Regions from separate parts of the Triticum aestivum genome. Here region 1 is linked to region 2. Evidence: chromatin contacts called from public Hi-C data. All regions are on one chromosome and are shown on one strand. Each heading gives the region's core, a stretch centred on a gene start, on an enhancer-like site or on the middle of the called end of the contact. The rest is flanking DNA. Distances are from core to core; before and after follow the strand shown. Region 1 overlaps LOC123104988. Region 2 holds the start of LOC123104987 (ATP sulfurylase 4, chloroplastic).

Region 1 (7,217 bases), core at 675-3,174, 130 kb after region 2:
CAGTAAAACACAACAATAACTTTGTCAAGGGACATGCACACGGTCTAACAGTGAGGCCCCTCCCAATGCTCCACCTTGTACAGGTGCTAAGCCTGCCATGTAAGCGAAAAAATCTGATGTGACAAGTTAATTAAGAGAAGAGAGATAAGACTAGTCACAATGGGGGTAACTTAGAGTAGCAACATGCATATGTTACTTGTTACTACCTCCACAGTGGGTAGTAACATATGTATTGTGTTATACATCAATTTATTTATTAGGCTATAGACTCATCTTTTCTTGATATGTGTGATGTTACAGTAACTAGCTATGTTACTACATTCTTCTCTTTCTTTATTAATTACATGCCACATCATCTATTTTGCCTAGATAAGTGTGATGTTACTACTTATGTTACTCCCACTGCGGGTAGTCTAAGTGTGATGACCCCGAAAAGAAACAATGACAAACATGTGAACCTAGGCAAAACATCTAACTGAAAGAAGCCTATCAATGCATGAGAAACTTTAGTTGCTAACTCATTAAAGGAAGGAAGCTTAGATAACATCTAAGTACCATTGCATTGGCAGCAGCCTGACGTGCTTCTCGCTGGTGGCTTATCGCCTGAGGATGAGGTGTCGAAAGTGCATGCGCGCGCCAAGTGTTGGGGAAAATTTCCCACCAGAGATATTATGATGGAAAAAAAAGATAGATGAATAAGAGAGAATATTACCATGTGGGCAAGACTGGTCAAACATAGACACCGCTTCAAATTGGAGGGACGAAACTTGTCCGGAATGAAAAGGTCAGGATGTGACATTTTTGGTTGAAGTTGAGGGATCAAATCCGTACTAATTGATAAGAACATGGACAAAACATATGCTTTTCTCATATTACTTTGCTTTAAAGGTCTTTACACATATGAATCTGAATGGACGTACATAGTCGTGGACTATTTGGCTTGAAGCAGTAGCTAACCAAGAGCTGATAGAGCCACGCGCCTGGACCTGGAGAAGCCGTAGTACTACGAAGGAGAATGGGAAGGAGCAATGATGCCGTTTGCGAGGATGACCGGCTGATTCCAAGCATGACGAATGTCTGAAACATCTCCAACAAATGGCTAGCTGTTACTACTACTACGATAGCATCGACATTGGAATGAACGATTCCTTCCCTCTGGCTTGAATAAGCCTAGTAGGCAAGGCGATTGACAACTTGGGGAGGGCGATGTATATGCCGGCGGGACGGTGGAGGGAGAGAAGAGAAGAGAAGATATGGACGGATGTGCTCACCTTATTTTGGTGCTGCGTCGATGCCCGCAACCTGCACACACACACACAGCTGCGGATTGCGGTGTCGCTCTCTGTCATGTGCCCAACAGGGAAAGAGTGAAACTGTCACAGCACGATCTAACCACAGCTTCAAGAGTTAGATCATGCTGGCAGCTTCACGCTTTCTCTTGGGCACTCGAACTAACTACCGCCCTAGCTAGCTAGCTTCGAATCCATGGAGGATCGATACCCCCGTGCATGCTTATATAGACGACGCTACATACAAGATTGATGGAGGGATCACATGGGGGCCGTCCGGCCGGTCAAGACTGGTCTCGTGCTCCCGCGCGGCATTGTCGCTGACTCCCGGCGGAGCGGATCCGAGACGGACGGGAGCGCCTGCCCATCGCCGATGCATGCAGCTGGACTGGACTGGACTGGACTGGACTGGCAGTCGTGCGGCCAATGGGCGCAAAGTCACAAGGCCTCACATGCACGGCCTTGTCGTGGCGCGCCGTGGATGGAGGGAGCCGGGCCTGGTCCCCCCGGACAGGGGATCATAGTTAAACCAGCGCCACCCCCCGATCTTGTCTTAGCCCGCGGACACCTCCGCCCTCGAGAAGCCAAAATCAGACGCGGGCCGCATATAATACATTTGGTTTTCATTTTTGTGAGGAGGAGCAAGCTAGGCAGACGTGCGTGCACGCGCCAGCTGGGGGTAGATCGGTTCAGCGGTGCTGCCCTGCATCTGGTCAAGGGCGTGCCGCTAATTTACCGGTCAAGATCAGCGGCAGCAAGCGAAGTTGATGCTTCTTCGCAACAGAGAAAAAAAACGATGCTGCGCTGTAGTACATTTTAGCTTGCAGGTGAGAATTCTACTGCTGGTAGAAACAGTCTGGACAAACACTTGCCGGCTTGTGATTATGGCACTTGTCCACCCACAACTGCAGTGTCTGCGTAATATATCTGTCGAGTGCGCAGGAGCACGTACGGAAATGTCCGGTTGACTTGAGCATCCAACGTCGATGCGTGCTGCCGCACTTTCCAAGATTTGGCCTGCAAGATCCGCATTAAAGAGAGAAAGTGCCATTCCATCTAGGAGTACGTCCGAGACTTTGCATCCAATCTTTTACGCCAAGTGCATACCATGCACTAACACTGTATAGGTAATACTACTAATAATATACTGATGAAAATCTTGACTTTGCACAGCCACAGCGCCTGTAACGTTTTTGCCGACGACAACCACCAATACAACTGCTGGCAGGGAAATCATAACACACAGCCTCGTTAAAAAAAGTAGCAACCGTTCCCGTTTGTTACACAACTCAGCATTCTAAGGTTACATGGATCACCGCTGGACCAACAATCTTACGTACACAGATACATAAAAATGGAGCCTTGACCTAAAATCGATAACTTAGACTCAACTGAATAATATAAGTTATGGAAAATTGGAAATTACTATGAAGAAGATAATTACATGACATACACATACACACACGACCAGGATGGAGAGCCAGCATGCAGTGCAGCTACAAAACTGACCCAGGAGGAGCTTCCGCGGCCAAAGTCACCCCTCGCCTTGGTTTGACTTTTTCCGCCACCACCCGAAGACCAACATCAGTGAAATGCGGAGTGTTCTGGTCCGAGCCCCGAGGAACTCGGACGCTGGCCAGATCCAGCGACCTGCTATAAGCGCCCGGTTTAACCTGTCCTGACCTAGGCCAATCTGGCAGCAAGGCTGCCTCACCATCAGCTTTCTCATTCAGGGTCCACAGGTTCAGCTCAGGTCATAGCATGTGGGTAAGGAGCAAAGCGAATTGTAAATTTGCTCGGCCTTGGGGCGCCTAGATGCGGTTCCTCTGGTGCACTGGTAGAATAGATCAATTAGAAATCTCAGTTTCTCTGCATGAGCATCAGATGTGATCCCCAACTTCAGCCTCGTAATTGGCTCGTCCACTGTCCAGAACGCTTCTAATTCTTTAGTTAGCCTTGGCCTTTGTTTCTTCCTCTGATGACATAGAATTCACAAGATGTTACTTCGTATATGTTTACCCAAAACAATAAGCAAATACAAAATATACAAGAGCCAACTTCTGATGTAGAGGTCTTACCTTTATGAGATCATATATTTCTGAATCTGGTAGTCCCTCGTAGGGTATACGAAGTGTAAGCATCTCGAATATAAAACATCCATATGACCAGATATCCACTTCCTGCATCAAAAGCCATATTTAACCGCATCAATACCGCTTTATTTTGGGGTGTTGGTTGGGGCTAGGACTATATCTAATTAGCATAATCTGGTAGGTAGCTAGGGGCCTATTTGCTGATATTAACATAGTTTATAATATACTGAAATCCAAGTGGCTTTACACTAACCAATAACATGACAATGCACATTACTGTACACAGGATAGTCAGCAATCAGAGTAACAATCATCACACAGGATACATGGCAATGCACATTACCACACACAAGTATAAATGTTTAAGATTAGCTAATGCAAGCAATGAAGAAAAATTAGTGTTCCAGTAACACATCATGATAATAACTACCAAATATTGGAATTTTCAATCAGAAACATGGCTGAGCTACTCCGTAGTACATACAGTACTGTTCAGAGCTGTTCAATATGAGTTGAGCAAAAAAAAAAGGACAGCGCAATGTTTAAATGAATGCTTACCAGTCCATACTGGGTTTTCTCATGCATGGCCTGAAGAACCTCTGGAGCCATCCAACAAGGTGTCCCAACACAAACATTGGGTGGATATGTGCCAAGGTGAGCTATACAGCATGTATGGGATAGAGAATGCAAAGGAATGGATCTATCAAAATCAGAGAGTTTGACTACTGGTGTCCCATGACTCCTCTTCGAATCCAGATCAACCAAAACATTCTCGCTTTTTATATCCCGGTGAATAACTAGCTTCCTGTGCATCTCCAACAAAGCACAAGCAACTTCTCGAGCAATGTAAAATGCCAGGTCCACAGGTACATGTTTCTTGCCCTCTTTCAGTAGTTTTGTCAAATAGCCCTAATTTGAAATTAAAAGATCCAGTTATCACTGAGAACATATAAAACAAAAAAGACATCAACGAATACAAGAAGGCTCATAACGATGAACAAATGAATTTACCTTCAGTGAACCTCCTTTCACATATTCCATTAAAATTACAGACTGCATTATCCTGTACTCCTTATCACTATCATCTTGAACCCATTTAGAAGAAAGTTGGTGACCATATATGTCCACTATGGATCTGTGCTTCCTTAGAGCATTCATCATTCTTACTTCCCCAAGAAGCTTGTATTCAAATTTTTTTACTTCATCATTAGAAGCACGCCGGGTATCTAGGTACCGTATCTGCATTTGAAACCAACGCCAAGTAAATACATGAAACATAGTAAAGGCACCGAAGAAATTTAGAAGGCAAAAAAAAAAAAAAAACCTTTGCTGCTGCATCAACTGAACCAATTTTGCAGTGGTAGACAGCGCTAGAAGCTGTAGCTTCAATTTCTTTGCATAGTGAGACCGAAGGGAAGGAAGACCGAGGTGTATAGCCTTCATCATCAAGCGCAACGTGCAGTCGACTGAGGGGAACATACCTAAAACCACGTGCACATAATTAGTAACGAAATAATTTTGTAGTCAAGAAGAATCACTGAATAAGCATGTAGCATGTACTCCCTCCGTTCCAAATTACTCGTCGAAGAAATGGATGTATCTAGAACTAAAATACATCTAGATACACCCATACCTGCGACAAGTAATTCGGAACGGAGGGAGTACTTTTGTTTTCAACACCTCCATGAAGCAGCATGATTAAAATTTAAATACTAGATCAGCAGATAACGCCCCCTAATATCAGGCAAACAAAATAACAAACAAAAGAGTATGCAAGAACAACGCAATAACTGAAATGAAAGACATAACATACCATATCATACCAATACAGAGTGATTAGACACGATGTACTAGCATATCCTGACAGCCTGACAGCTACATATCGTACAATATTTCACAATATCCAATTTTGCAATCGCACACATAAGGCATCGGCAATTGGCATTATAAGTTCTCATCTTATTACACATACTATTACAATATTACTGACCTTTTGCAATTTAAGTCATAATAAAGTTAGATAACTACCTCCGTCCTGGTTTACTAGTCCCCCTCATATTTTGGGTCATACTTTGACCATGATTTCAACTAATAAAATATAAGTTATATGTAGCAAAAATAATATCATTGCAAACTACATCCAAATACGAATCCAAAATAATATTTTTTGGCGACATGCATTAACATTTTGTTGGTCAAATATACGATCAAACTTTAACCGAAAGTACGAGGAGAACTAGTAAACCAGGACGGAGGTAATCCCTCCGTTCCAAATTACTCGTCGTGGTTTTAGTTCAAATTTGATGAACTAAAACCACGACGAGTAATTTGGAACGGAGGGAGTAGTACATAGCACATGAATACAGTATAAACTACATATGGCATTTATGTAGGCCATGTTTTTGACCTGATCACAGAATTGACATAACACTGAAACAGCAGTAACAATATAATGACAATATGACAGAACCAGCATAGTGCAAGTTAGTTGCTACCATAAATTCAAGGTAAAGTGGAGTCAGTATTTTTCCCTATACGATCACAAGGCACTCACCTGCAGAAGTACTCTGGATCCGTCTCTTCCTTTATGTTTGTGGGGTAACACGCATCAACAATCATCCTTACCAAGATATTCCCTTGTCTAACAGGGACAACATTCCAAGCATGAGGCGTGTAGTCAAGATGCCCCCTCACAAGCTCACAAGGAATTGGAGGGTCCGCCCGGTCACACAAATACTGCAATAGATAAGGTAGCCATGTCAAAGCCTCAACTGATAAACATAAAACATAAGTCAGATAACAGAACAACAAGGTACCTTCATTAGGACAGCTCGGTGCCTACAAACACCAAACTGCAATGCCCCTATTGGTACAATGCCTGAATTATTCCTTTCCTTGATGATGTGTATTGATTTATCACAGAGACCAGTAAAATTGAAGTGCCCAGGAGGAGTACTGGCTTGTTTTGATGCTTCATTGCTATCACACATGCTACCGGCAGAACAAGTACAAATGAATGGTTGCTCCTTCCTCAAGCTAACAATAGCTCCCCGTGTTCTCCTCAGAGAAGCACTTCGATCACAACCTCCAAAACAGTCAGAGACAAACAAAGCAAGAACTGATGCCCTTAGCAAGTCCTGACCTGCATCTTCATCTGTTTCGGAATAACTTGGCCTCTTCAAACTGGATAACAACAGTTGTGCTGAAGAAGCAATTGCGTCCAATTCTTCATCTTGTTCTCTTAAGAGAAAGAAGCAAAAAAAAAAGTCAGGCAGATTGCAAACATATCCTATGCTCTCAAATAGACCAATCAGAAAGAGCATACAGCATATAAAAAAGCAAATTACCAAACAACGGATAGGAATGTGCACTAACCTGTCCAAAAGAATAACTTCGCGTGCATACAGTCCGAGACTCCGTTCATACTCCTCTAATGGCATGAACGGCATATCTCGTCCCGCGTCATAAAATCCATCCGGTAAATGGTCATCTATGCTGCAAAATGACTCCACGCTGTACTTATAGGATAACTTCGAGGATTCATCAATTGGTCTTGGGCATTTGCTGGGTTTGGGATTATTGTCCATATCAGGATGCCTTTTAGATTTCAGTGTAAGCTTACATGCCTCTGAAGTGTTCTCTTCAACAACATCAACTGCATTGCGGGTCGATGAAGCAGTATCCTCAAGTTCATTTTCAATACTGCCCAAACAAGCTGGATCGGTGCTGATACCAGAATTGTTGTCATGACAACTTCTCATATTTATTCCAGTTTTTCCATCGTCATATTGGTCCTGAAGCATCATGCCACTATCTTTTATAAGCCCATCTGAGT
Region 2 (7,143 bases), core at 1,704-4,203:
CAGGGCATGGCTAACAAAATGTTGGTGCCAAAGTTAATGATGTGCCAACGACACCGAAATGAATTACCTTTGTGCCAGAGATGAACAGGAAGTCTTCTTTCCTTGATGGATCAAAGAAATTCATCTTGTTATGTTTTGTGTCATACGCAGCAACCTGATCCAAAATAAGAATCAGAAGACAGGTCAAGAAACCAAAATATGTCAAGGATATTCTATTTCAAAATTGAATAACAGTCGTTTGTGTCAAGATCAGAATGAGGTGTCTGGTCTGGAAGGATTACCCACCTTGAAAGGAAGGATATTGAGCCTCTCAAGCCCAGGAGCCATACTCAGTACTTTTTTCCCGTGATCAGCATCATAAAGGTCCCTCTTTTCGGTCGGGTGGCCCATACCAGCAGGATCCCTTCCGACAATATAGAAGTTTGCACCAGCATTAATACGAGCCTTGGCATGCCACTGCACCTCAGTTGGCCCAGCATAATGCATTGGTGAAGGGAAGATTGCAACCACAGTTGATTCTGGGTTTAGGACACCTTCCTCAAGAACCTGGCAAAATGAAGAAGAAACGTCACAACAATGCAGGAATTATCCTTTTTAATGTGTCTATCCTAGTGTAATCAAATAAAAGTTTTCACCGTAAGTTTCTATGACATACTCCCTCCATCCCAAAATAAGTGTCTCAACTTTGTACTAACTTTAGTACCAAGTTGTACTTAAGTTGAGACACTTATTTTGGGACGGAGGGAGTACTAGGAGTCTTTTTTTTCTTTAGAAAAAGGACGGTAGGATCATTATAACGCAATACCTTCTCATGCTGCTTCATTCTCACACTAAGAGGCACGTCATCTGCCTTTGTGAATCCTCCCAGTGGATGGAGAAGAAGAACAGGGTTTTTGTAGCCCATCTCAAGAAGGCGCCTCCGTGTATCAGTCATGAGCAGCGCATGCCCATTGTGCACAGGGTTACGAAGTTGAAAAGCAAATACTGCATCTGCATTGCGCCTGGCAAATTCTTCACGCAGCTGTGATGGAGACAAACGATACTGATCCAGACCATCATTATACTTGATTGGTTCTATAACCTCCAGGTCTCCACCAATCAGCCAATCACCAGCATTTGTAATGGCCTCCTCTACGTACGGCAGTCCGCGTGCAGTTGTTCCCCAAGTCCGTGCGATTCTTTCTTCCTTGTTATGCTTGTAGATCTCAATACTGAAGAAAGAAGGGGCGAGTGTTAAAAATGAGTTGCAGTTGTAGAGCATTAAGTACAGTAAAAGAAAACCACACTCCTTATCATATAAATAGGCTATGCTTGTTTCCAACACGTTGGAAGCCATGTGTAACATCTTCTCAAGACTAGAGATTCCGTCAACAGATAGCGGCGTCTTACGTCGATGTCATTATGTCACTTTAGTTATCAGGTGACTACATTTCTTGGCCAGCATCATTTTCATTTTTAGCATTCAATGTTTAAAAGAAGTCTATACTTAAATGGCAAATACAAGAGAATCACGGTGATGTAAGTACGAGGCATCGCACGTCCTAAAGTACTAGGAATGGCGGCAAAAAAACGACAAAACGGTATCTATTCAAGGAAACGATACGATAAGATATGTAATTTAATATGCCTGAAGGTATTGTCAAGTTTAATACGACCGAAGATATTACCAAGTTTACTACGACCAACGGTATTACCAAGTTGACTACGACCAAATGTATTGTCGACTTTACTAATCATCTATTGGAGGATGCATGATTGGAATACCACGGATATCTGAAGTCTGTCAACATATACAAATATACTGTTAAAAGTATGAGTGAAGTCCTCACTATCATAGCCCCATTCCACAAAAGCAGAAACTGTTACAAATTTAGTTTGACTGTCAAATAACCACTTGAGGTAGAAAATTGCGCCCGCATTCTTGGCAAAAGAAATATATACTTACACTAAGTTCACATAAGACCTAGAATTGTGTATGAAGATAAGCTATGTAGCTATTGAAATGTGCAAACCATATGTTTCAGGTTGAAGAAACCACCATTGTCAGCAGGAGCCTAAATAAGGTCACAACACAAGCCCCCAATTCCTACCAGAACATCGTAATAAATTCTACTCGTATCTTAAAATTGGCAGCTACATTCAGTCGTGACCTACCAATGCGTAATTGCACATACGGGGGCATGTGAGAAAGGAAGGATTGGCAGACATGAATCGGAGAGAGGGGGAAAAAAGAGATAGAGAAGGAAGGGGATGTGTTGTGTTCTCACTCGCTGAGCACGGCGACGGGGCGGTCGTGGGCGTCGACGAGCGCGACGGCGGTGGCGCCGTCGGCCTGGATGGCGCGGCGCTGGGCGTCGTCGAGGGCGAGGACGATGGGCACGGACATGTTGACGAGGGTGCCATCGGCGCCGCGGACGGCGTTGAAATGAAGTGCTTGGAGGAACTCGGTCTCGCGCATGAAGCCGCGCAGCGGGCTGGCCCAGCCCTCGCTGAGCACGTGCAGCCACTCGGTGTCCACGCGGCCCAGGCGCACGCGGTGCGGCAGCGCCGCCGCCTCCCGGCGCAGCGCCGCCCGCCGGCCGCCCTCCTCGGGCGCCACCAGCTCCACCAGCCTGCCCCCGTCCGGCTCGATCAGGCCGCCGGCCCGGCACCGCACCCCGCGCGCCGCCGCCCTGCCGCCCCTCACCGCGACCCCCACCCGCGCCGGCTGTCCCTGACCATGGCCCCTGCTCGGCCGCGCCAGCTGCGGGAATCTCACTGCGAAGGCGGCCTGCGTCGCCATGGCTGCTGCTGCTTCCCGTCGACGATTTGGTCTCTCTCAGATTCCACCTCCCCCCACTACTTATATCGTGTCGGGGCGTTTGTGTTTTCGTCTCGCTCTTGCCTTGTGGCTGGCGGGCGGCCTGACCTTGGTGGTGGGTGCGTGTATAAAAAATGGGGGGGAGGGCGAAGGTGAACCTGGATGGGATTGCGGGGAGGGTGCGGGGCGGAGGCCATGGGCGCGGTGAACGTGGACAAGGGGGGTGGGGGCTGCACTAATGGGGGCTGATGAGGATGATGGAGCGGGCTGGGAAGTGCCTTCCTCGCAACCTTGCTGCAGTTTCGGATTTTTTTTTTTTGAGTTACACTTGGACTTGGACTGGTGTCCCGAACGACTTTCGTGACGTCTGAACTTATGTGTCTTTTGTCGAGGTTGGATCGTCTACGCTGTGGGGGTTTATGGCCCTTCATGGCTCCTTCTTCCTTGACCCTAAAAAAACCCTCGATTACATGGGCACAAATCATAGACCACAACACACACCATTAGAGCATCTCCAACAGCCGCCCTAAATAAGCGCCGCGCAGCAAATTTAGCCATTTTAGCGTGCGCGCAACCGATAGAGTGGCTCCAGCGGGCGCGCAATAACCGCGCGCGCGGCATATGGAGTTGGGCGCGCGATCCGAATCGCCAACTCGCACTGTGTATTTGGGGCGCCCGCTTCTGCGCGCGGCACACACGAGCGCTCGCGACACACTCTCTCCTCCTCGCCACCTCGCCCCGCACGCGCCGGCGCCGGCGAACTTGACCCGATGGACGCACGCGCCGGCACCCCGCTGACCCCATCCTATAGCCACGACCCCTCCACCGCCGCAAACCCTAGCGCGGGGAGCGTTGGCCTCGCCTCCGCCGGAACTCCTTCGAGCATCGGCCTCGCGCGTGGCCTCTTCATGCCGCTGCGGATGACCTCGGCGGCGGGTGGCGTCGCGCCCCCCCCCCCCCCCCCCTCGAAGCTCCCCAATGCGGCGCGGCCGAAGAAGGGCAAGACATCCGCGAAGAAGAACAAGACAGCGGACGGCTCCGGCACCTCGAAGGCGAGGAGGAAGAAGCTTGCAGGGCGTGTGACGGGTGCGGCGGCTACCGAAGCGCCGGCAAGCTCACTCGTTGAGCCGGTGGCCGACGCGCACAACGTGTTCGACAATATGCCTCAAAGGTAAAAAAATTCCCACTTTTCTTTTCTTGTCATTTTTTGAATGCATTTATATAGATAGCTTATTTGCATTGTTCTATGTATTTTGTAGTCTCAACGATGATGTATACATGTCAACTATGGGTGTTGGCTCCAACAATTCGCATTGGTTTCAAACCAGTGACATGCATTTTGAAGACCATGAGTTCGAGGTGGACGAGGATGGTGAGGGCATTGTCGATGCGCCGAAAGGAAGAGCGGGCAATTACACCAACGCCGAAGACATCTTACTATGCAATACTTGGTTGCAAGTGTCAAGGGATCCATCCGTTGGAGGTGGTCAAAGTAGAGATGCTTATTGGGGGCGGATGAAAGAACACTTTGATGTTCACAACGTGAGTGGAATTGACCGCTCCGAGCGATCACTTCGGTCCTGGTGGTCGACAATCAACAAGGATTGCCAAAAGTGGGTGGCGGCACAAAAGGCGGTTGACAAGTTGAACCCAAGTGGCACCAATGAGGACGATAGAGTAAGTGGCATTTCATCCATGTTCATCATACTTGTTGTTGGTGTTTGAAGTTCTAACTTGCTTTGTTTTCATGTAGTACAACATTGCACAAAACTTGTTCAAAGGAGAGGAGAAGAGAACCAAGAAGGGGAAGATCAAGAAAGGAAGGATATTTACCTTGCCTCATTGCTATGAAGTGTTGAAGGATGATGAGAAATGGAAGAAGCGTGATGATTTGGATGATTTGGATTTGAGCAACAAACGCAAGCGAACAATTGAGTTGGATGATGATGATGAGGAGGAGGATGGTGCATCAAGTGACGGCAAGAGAAGCCCCACACCCAACTCGGTTTCATACTTGAAGCCAAAACGACCGGATGGGTGCAAGAAAGACGCAAAAGAAAAGAAGAAGAGGAAGGGAGATGATGAGTTCAAAAATGCTATGGAAGCTATTGTCAAGGCAAGAAGAGAAGCCAACAAGATGAGGAAAATGGCAAGGAACCAAGATGCTGCGACCGAGGAGAGGAGGTTGGCGGCCGAGGAGAGGAGGGTGGCGGCCGAGGAGAGGAAGATGGCTTTGAAGGAGAGGAAGGTGAGCAATGAGGAGCGAACTAGATTGTTGGAATGGGAGAATGTAGGATCAAAAGTTGTCTAGAGGGGAGGTGATTAGACTACTTGACCAAATAAAAATCTAGCCTTTTCCCAATCTTAGTTCTTGGAAGATTTTAGCTATCTTAGCACAAGTCAAGCAATCTCCACACAATTCAAGCAATCATGCAAAAGAGTATATGAGCAACGGAAAGTAAAGCATGCAACTTGCAAGAATATAAAGGGAAGGGTTTGGAGGATTCAAACGCAATTGGAGACACGGATGTTTTTGTCGTGGTTCCGATAGGTGGTGCTATCGTACATCCACGTTGATGGAGACTTCAACCCACGGAGGGTAACGGTTGCGCGAGTCCACGGAGTGCTCCACCCACGAAGGGTCCACGAAGAAGCAACCTTGTCTATTCCATCACGGCCGTCGCCCACGAAGGACTTGCCTCGCTAGCGGTAGATCTTCACGAAGTAGGCGATCTCCTTGCCCTTACAAACTCCTTGGTTCAACTCCACAATCTTGTCGGAGGCTCCCAAGTGACACCTAGCCAATCTAGGAGACACCACTCTCCAAGAAGTAACAAATGGTGTGTTGATGATAAACTCCTTGCTCTTGTGCTTCAAATGATAGTCTCCCCAACACTCAACTCTCTCTCATAGGATTTGGATTTGGTGGAAAGAAGATTTGAGTGGAAAGCAACTTGGGAAGGCTAGAGATCAAGATTCATATGGTTGGAATGGAATATCTTGACCTCAACACAAGTATAGGTGGTTCTCTCTCAGAAAATATGTATTGGAAGTGTAGGTATGTTCTGATGGCTTTCTCCATGAATGAAGAGTGGGTGGAGGGGTATATATAGCCTCCACACAGAATCTAACCGTTACACACAATTTGCCAAACTCGGTGGGACCGAATGGTTAAACTCGGTCGGACCGATTCAGCAAACCTAGTGACCGTTAGGATTTTTGGTGGGACTGAGATGCAACTCGGTAGGACCGATATGGTTAGGGTTAGGGCATAACGTAATCTCGGTGTGACCGATTACACAAACTCGGTGGAACCGATTTTGGTAATAAGCTAACCAGAGAGTTGGTCAGGTAAACTCGATGGGACCGATTCGCTCATCTCGGTGAGACCGAAATGTTACAAAAGGGAAACAGAGAGTTTACATTGCAATCTCGGTGGGACCGATCGCTCATCTCGGTAAGACCGAAATGTTACGAAGGGAAATAGAGAGATTACAATCCCATCTCGGTGAGACCGAGATCCCTATCGGTGAGACCGATTTGCCTAGGGTTTGTGGCAGTGGCTATGACATTTGAAACTCAGTGGCGCCGGATAGAAAGAATCGATGGGGCCGAGTTTGACTTTTGGTTTAGGTCATATGTGGATGTGGGAAGGTAGTTGAGGATTTTGGAGCATATCACTAAGCATTTTGAGCAAGCAAGCCATTAAGCAACACCTCATCCCTCCTTGATAGTATTGGCTTTTCCTATAGACTCAATGTGATCTTGGATCACTAAAATATAAAATGTAGAGTCTTGAGCTTCAAACTTGAGCCAAATTTTTTGTCCTTAGAATTTTGAGGGATCCACTTTCCTCATCCATGCCATGCCATTCATTGAGCTTTTCCTGAAATATTAATCTTGGAATAATGTTAGCTCAATGAGCTATATGTTGTTAGGAATTACCAAAACCACCCAGGGATAGTTGCACTTTCAATCTCCCCCTTTTTGGTAATTGATGACAACATATAGATCAAAGCTTCGACAAATGATAATAAGAGTGAAAAATATTGTCGCTTTGAGAAGTATGTGAAAAGCAAGAGCTCCCCCTAAATTTGTGCATATCTTAAGATTTGCTTTGGACTGCAAATGCACAATGAGTTAGGATCATGGGTTACTCTTCCATGTCACATACATCTTGGTGGAGCGCTCAAAATGATAAGAATTGAATACATGCACTCATCACCAAGCAAAGTGAATGATCATATAAGGATAAGTAAGATAATATCATCTAACAAGCATAAGTGTAGCTTATGATCAACCACATGATCATCAATGTCTCATAGATAATAGCATAGTATCTC

The links. A called contact is a pair of places that touch in the nucleus more often than the background predicts.
Region 1: a Hi-C map of leaf shows a contact between it and region 2, with 8 times the contacts expected there. The contact joins the enhancer-like site here to the promoter of LOC123104987 in region 2. A contact is called at or near these places in 1 of 5 Hi-C or Micro-C datasets (leaf) and 1 of 1 datasets of contacts at active chromatin or transcription factors (leaf).

What each region holds. Positions count from the first base shown.
Region 1 is chr5A:582,820,982-582,828,198 of IWGSC CS RefSeq v2.1, forward strand. It overlaps LOC123104988, which reads right to left. Exons shown (of 10, transcript XM_044526946.1): 3 at 6,758-7,217; 4 at 6,199-6,622; 5 at 5,937-6,118; 6 at 4,707-4,863; 7 at 4,394-4,621; 8 at 3,941-4,291; 9 at 3,368-3,469; 10 at 2,519-3,264. The coding sequence ends at 3,034. Among protein-coding and RNA genes, the nearest start is that of LOC123104988, 7.5 kb to the right of the region's middle. Within about 2 kb of position 1,925, at least 6 of the 8 cell types and tissues checked have an H3K27ac peak or open chromatin away from gene starts, as enhancers often do. A contact at or near this core is called in leaf, where this site is marked.
Region 2 is chr5A:582,691,898-582,699,040 of IWGSC CS RefSeq v2.1, forward strand. It overlaps LOC123104987 (ATP sulfurylase 4, chloroplastic), which reads right to left and starts at 2,954. Exons shown (of 5, transcript XM_044526945.1): 1 at 2,268-2,954; 2 at 806-1,211; 3 at 286-546; 4 at 68-154. The coding sequence starts at 2,782.